Regions from separate parts of the Capra hircus genome. Here region 2 is linked to region 1. A link is a contact called in public Hi-C data. All regions are on one chromosome and are shown on one strand. Each heading gives the region's core, a stretch centred on a gene start, on an enhancer-like site or on the middle of the called end of the contact. The rest is flanking DNA. Distances are from core to core; before and after follow the strand shown. Region 1 holds the start of PFDN5 (prefoldin subunit 5). Region 2 overlaps CSAD (cysteine sulfinic acid decarboxylase).

Region 1 (2,700 bases), core at 55-2,554:
TTATGGGTGCCCTATTGCCATAACTTACTCAAATACAACATTCAACAGGTAAGACATAATTCAGGTTTCTTAGTAACAACAGTTAGGAATAAGAGCCATAATTAAACTGAAATTGAGGATTAATAAACAGAACCAACCCCTTTGTTTCCAAATCCTCTATTCTATTGCTTATGTTTTCTAAGTTACAGTAAAAATGTAAACCACCAGTTCTACCTCTCTACTAGGTTATATCCTCAGAGAGCAAAGGGAAATAATCACACCTCAATTCTAAACGCATACACCTGGGTGCTCACCAAGCATTAATTAGTTGCTGGCCTTAGGTTAGACAGCAGAGCTAAGCTTGTGTTAACAGCAGTCTCAGAACCATCTAGGCACTCTGGAATAATCAAAATCTCCCGCCCTTTTTTGAAGGTTGTTAGGTGTGAGGGAGAAAACGAGAGGGCAGGGAAAAGGCTCCTGCGGAAAGGATACAGAACTCGTCAGTGGGACAAGTAATTCTTTCCCTGTGAAAGCAATGAAGACAAACATGTGGGGAAGGTTGGCAGCTCCAACTTTTAAAGGGAGTTTCGAAGCGGCACGGCGCCCGAAAACTATACGAAAAGGACGAAAACAGAGGCAACAGGAGCAGGAAAATGTCCTGGACATTTCAACTCTAGATAAGCAACATGCAAAGGGCTCCTGCAGCGGTACACAATACGTAATGGACTGCTCTCTCGTCTCAGGTAAGAAAACTGGACTAGGAGGCGGGAAGAGAGAAGCCGGCTCGCCACATCTCCCAGGTTCCCTTCGCACGCCTACCCCGTACCCTCGTTGTTTTTCTTCAGCACGTTCAGACAGTCCTTGGCTTCCACATACTTGGTCTGAACCACCTTGAGCTGGGCAATGGACGTGGACAAGAACTCCACCTCCTACAGAGAACAGGAATGAGGGTCAGGGTGGGGGCTCGCGGGAGAAGCGGGCACTGCCAGAGAAGGGGCGGGTCCTGGGACGGGGTGGGGGTTTCGCCTGGGAAGAGAATTCTCCCCAAGAGGGGAAGAGTGGGGGGCAAGGAAGTACGCGCTGGGGGGGAAGGGAAGTGAGGCGGGAAAGGGGTGCTTTCGGAGCCTATCCCCACCTGGTCCAGTTGGTTCTTGAGCATTTCTAGCTGCGGCAGATTCAGCTCGGTGATGTTAACCGACTGCGCCATGTTGGGAAGGAGGGCTTATGAAGCGGAAACCCTCTGGGAGAGCAACGCTCTAGCCGTCCTCTGCGTATCTCTATGGCTACGCCTAGAGGCCTCGCAGCGCTAGACGTCTCTATGGTCCTTCAACCCAGAAGAGGAGGAGGCTCGCGGCGGGGCGGAGGGTACGGAATCTTCGGCGTGACTTCCCATGGAATAGAAAGGGCTGCGGCGTTTTCTTCTCACAAAATATCCCAAGCCTCGCATAATCAAGTTCTAACGAACAGGATTCTTATGCTCAAGAAACTTAATCTTACTCAGGCCTTGGGACTTCCCTGGTGGTCCAGTGGTTACGAATCCGCCTGCCAATGCAAGGGAAAGGGGTTCCATCCCTGGTGCGGGAAGAGCCTACATGCCAAGGATCAACAAAGCCCCTTGTGCAGCAACTGCTGAGCACAGCTCCTGCAAGGGGCAGCTACTGAAGCCTGGGCGCCTAGAGCCTGTGCTCGGCAACAAGAGAAGCCACCGAAATAAGTCCACACACCCACTATGAAGTGTAGCCGCTACTCCCTGCCACTAGAGAAAACCCGCGCAACACCATAACCACAGCGGTGGTATAAACCTGGTGACAACAGGCAAGGAAGAAGCTTGGGAAGTTCTAGGAGCAAGGGACAGGGGGGACAGTAGCATTATGAAAGGGATGCTTCGCGCAGATAAAGCCAGAGTCTGGTGGTTGAGGGAACAGGAAGGAGGCACGTTATGACCCACAGTACAGCAGTAGCTTTATTAATCAACACAGTGTTTTACCATGTGCTAGAAGTGAAGGATCCATGAGTGTAAGATACATAGTTCTGAGCTTAACAATCTAGTTGGGGAGAGGAAAACCATACGTAAGTCGCAAAACTTCCCAATGTGTATGTGTGTGTTAGTTGTTCAGTCGTGTCCAACTCTTTGCGATCCCATGGACTGTACCCCCCTAGGCTCCTCCAGGCAAGAATACTGGGGTGGGTTGCCATTTCCTTCTCTGGGGGAATCTTCCAGACCCAGGGATTGAATCCAGGTCTCCTGCATTGCAGGCAGATTCTTTACCATCTGAGCTACAAAAACTCTCCAGAACCTGCTGCTAAAGTGCATGGCACTGAGAAGCCTAATAGCTGAATGTGGGGGAAGGACAATATCCACTTAGGAGGGGGCAGGGCAACTGAGGCAGTAAAGCTAATGTCATTCCGAGGATACCAGAGGCAGGAAGTCAAGATAGATATGAGTGTACCTGGCCAAGACATTCTCAATGGATCTCTCTCTACCTTTCCTCAGGGCTTTGTCCCCACTTAGATCATTTTGATACCCTGCTCTCCTTTAGCTTTGTCTGCTGAGGCCAAGCCAGGTCCTGTGGTTTGCCTTTCTTCCCAATGCTCAGACTTGGACTGTTCCAAGTTATTCTTATCTGTAGAACCATATAGTGGGAAGTGGGCATCTTATCTTCAAACGTTCTCAGAGAAACTACACAAAACAGGATTTTAAGTAACGTATCTTTATTATAT
Region 2 (2,700 bases), core at 126-2,625, 110 kb after region 1:
TGGTATGTGAAGAGGAGGGGGCCTTTTCGAGAGTTCCTCCTCCCCCGCCATCCTCTTTCTCTGGGCTGGCCAGGAGGGGTGATTCTCCTTTGTTTCTTCTCCAACTGGGCTTGGGCCAAACCAGAGAGAAGCTGCCCAGTCTCCTGTATCCTTGTGTTTGCAAAACAGTCCACGGGATTGGTTCCTGCCGTCCTGGCGGGGGGTGGAGGGAGGCTTCTGGATCGGCCCAGGGTGAGGAGCGGGGTGATCAGGAGATCTGCAGATGCTGCCATCCTGGGTCACTAGCATGCCATTTGTCAAATCCTCGGAACCCATGGCCACGTAGCCAGTCACTTGTGCTTCTGGGTGGAGAGTTCTGGAGAGCCAAGCTCCAGTTTTGACCCACTGCCACTTCCTCTTGCCACCACCCCTTCCTTCCCTGTGACAGGTGGCTCCATCTCCAACATGTATGCTGTGAACCTGGCCCGCTATCAGCGATACCCAGACTGCAAACAGAGGGGCCTCCGGGCACTGCCGCCCCTGGCCCTCTTCACATCGAAAGAGGTGGGAAGAGGCACAGGCCTACCCTGGGCTCCCGGTTCTAATCTCCAGCCAGCTGAGTCCGGGACCCACAACTCAGCCTGCCCAGACCCTTCTCCTCTGAGGCTGGCCTCCCCTGTAGGTGGTTGTGCTTCCTTCCAACCAAAGGGGCTGTGTGAGGGCCCTGTTCACCTTGCCTGCTGTCTGGGGTAGCGGAGCGGCATCCAGTGCCGTGCACACAGTCTGAGAGTGTGGTCCATGGACCAGTGGCATCACTGTCACTTCTGGTTGTTTAGTCACTAAGTCGTGTCTGACTCTTGGCAGCCCTGCGGACTGTAGCCCGCCAGGCTCCTCTGTCCGTGGGATTTTTCAGGCAAGGATACTGGACTGGGTTGCCATTTCCTTCTCCAGGGGAGCTTTCCCACGCAGGGGTCGAACCCGTGTCTCCTGCACTGCAGGCATATTCTTTGCCACTGAGCCACCAGGGAAATCAGTATCACTTGGGAGCTTGTTAGAAATGCCGAGCCTTGGGCCCCTGTGCAGACCTACTGAATGTGAATCTGCCTCTTTACCAGACACACTGGTGACTTGCAGGCACGTGAGTGTTTGAGAAGCCCTGGTCTACAGGGTCCCAGCCATTTTTAACCAGTCCCTTTCCTCCCCACCCTCCCTGCCCTCTTCCCTCCCCCACAGTGTCATTACTCCATCAAGAAAGGAGCCGCTTTTCTGGGACTTGGCACCGACAGTGTCCGAGTGGTCGAGGCAGATGAGAGGTGAAGGTCCTTCTGTCTGCGCGGCTCAGGCCCAGCCTGGCACAACATGTCTTCCCCTTGCCAGAGGCTCTGGCCTCGGGCCCACGCCGCGGCGGACTTCTCTCCCTGCTCTCTTGCCTCCCGGTTGCCTCTTCTGTCTGCCAGTGCCTGCTAGAGTCTCCGCCCTGTCCCCTGAGATCTGTTTACCCCTCTTGGGGAAAAATCAACATTGCGGCCTCCCCATTGCTAACCACATGTTACCCTGCTCTTGAAAGTTCTGCCGCCTAGCCTAGAGAATCTATTACTTCTCTACCCACTCAGTTTTCTCTTCCAGAGGGAAAATGATCCCTGAGGATCTGGAGAGGCAGATCAGCTTGGCCAAGGCCGAGGTGAGTGAGTGGGAGGCGCTGGGCCAGTGGAGCGGGGCCCCTCTGCTCCTTTCTCGGAGGGTCTTTGACTGGCCCTACTCAAGGCACCCCTCCCTTCTCCCCCTGCACTCTATGCCCGTCTTCCCGGCGGGCTGAAGTGACCCCTCCCTCCCGGGTGATCCCAGTCCTGCCGATCAGACGCTGGGACAAGGGCAGAACTGAGTCCCTGAGTAGAGTCGCAGGGAGCACTGCAGGGGGGATGCTGGGGACCTGGAGGGTAGCACAGAAGGTTTCTGCGAGCTGGGAGGGTCTGTGCAGGGCGAGCAGCGTGGACTTGGAGTGATGGGAGACGTGGAGGCCCCTTCACCTGGGGGACACAGAGATACTGCAGCCATCTTAGAGGGCATTTCAGCACTGTCTGTGCCATTTTTAAATGTATCTATCCACTGACTCAGAGTCCTACTACTAGGATTAGCCCATAAATTTTCATTACAAAGTGCTTAGAATTGTGTGCACTGGGGCGAAGTGTAAAATTTTAAGAAACATTTTAGTATTCATCAGTAGATAAATTATGGTGTATCTGTGTCAGTTTCTTCCTTTGCAAAATGAGCATGATATAGAACTGATCACGGAGTTGTTATAAGGCTGAAATTAATGGTATGTAAAGCACATGAAAATGCCTCAACTATGTACTTATGTATAAATTTTAAAAATATGTTTATATCACCACATGCAAATAGTTGCAGCACCATTTTTTCTTAAACTTTATTTTGTGTTGGGGTATAGCCAGTTAACAATGCTGTGATAGTTTCAGGTGAATAGCAAAGGGATTTAGCCTTACAGATACATGTATCCATTCTCCCCCAAACTCCTCCCGTGTCCATGCTGCCACTTAGCATTAAGCAGAGTTCAGTCGGTCCTTGTTGGTTATCCGTTTTAAATATAGCTGTGTGCGCATGTCCATCCCAAACTCTCTCATCCTCCTTTCCCCACCCCAGCAACCATAAGTTTGTTCTCCAAGTCTGTGAGTCTCTTTCTGTTCTGTAAGTTTATTTGTATCA

Evidence for each region. Hi-C and Micro-C count contacts between places; a contact is called where the count stands out from the background.
Region 2: a Hi-C map of liver shows a contact between it and region 1, with 2.1 times the contacts expected there. The contact joins the enhancer-like site here to the promoter of PFDN5 in region 1. A contact is called at or near these places in 4 of 5 Hi-C or Micro-C datasets (blood and liver).

The regions. Positions count from the first base shown.
Region 1 is chr5:26,460,454-26,463,153 of ARS1.2, forward strand. PFDN5 (prefoldin subunit 5) reads right to left here and starts at 1,305. Exons shown (of 6, transcript XM_005679909.1): 1 at 1,115-1,305; 2 at 806-908; 3 at 472-503. The coding sequence starts at 1,186. It overlaps ESPL1 (separin), which reads right to left. Exons shown (of 31, transcript XM_018047681.1): 31 at 2,675-2,700.
Region 2 is chr5:26,571,371-26,574,070 of ARS1.2, forward strand. CSAD (cysteine sulfinic acid decarboxylase) reads left to right here. Exons shown (of 15, transcript XM_018047688.1): 5 at 1-2; 6 at 428-543; 7 at 1,213-1,292; 8 at 1,606-1,660. Among named protein-coding and RNA genes, the nearest start is that of ZNF740, 17 kb to the left of the region's middle. Within about 2 kb of position 1,376, at least 1 of the 5 cell types and tissues checked has an H3K27ac peak or open chromatin away from gene starts, as enhancers often do.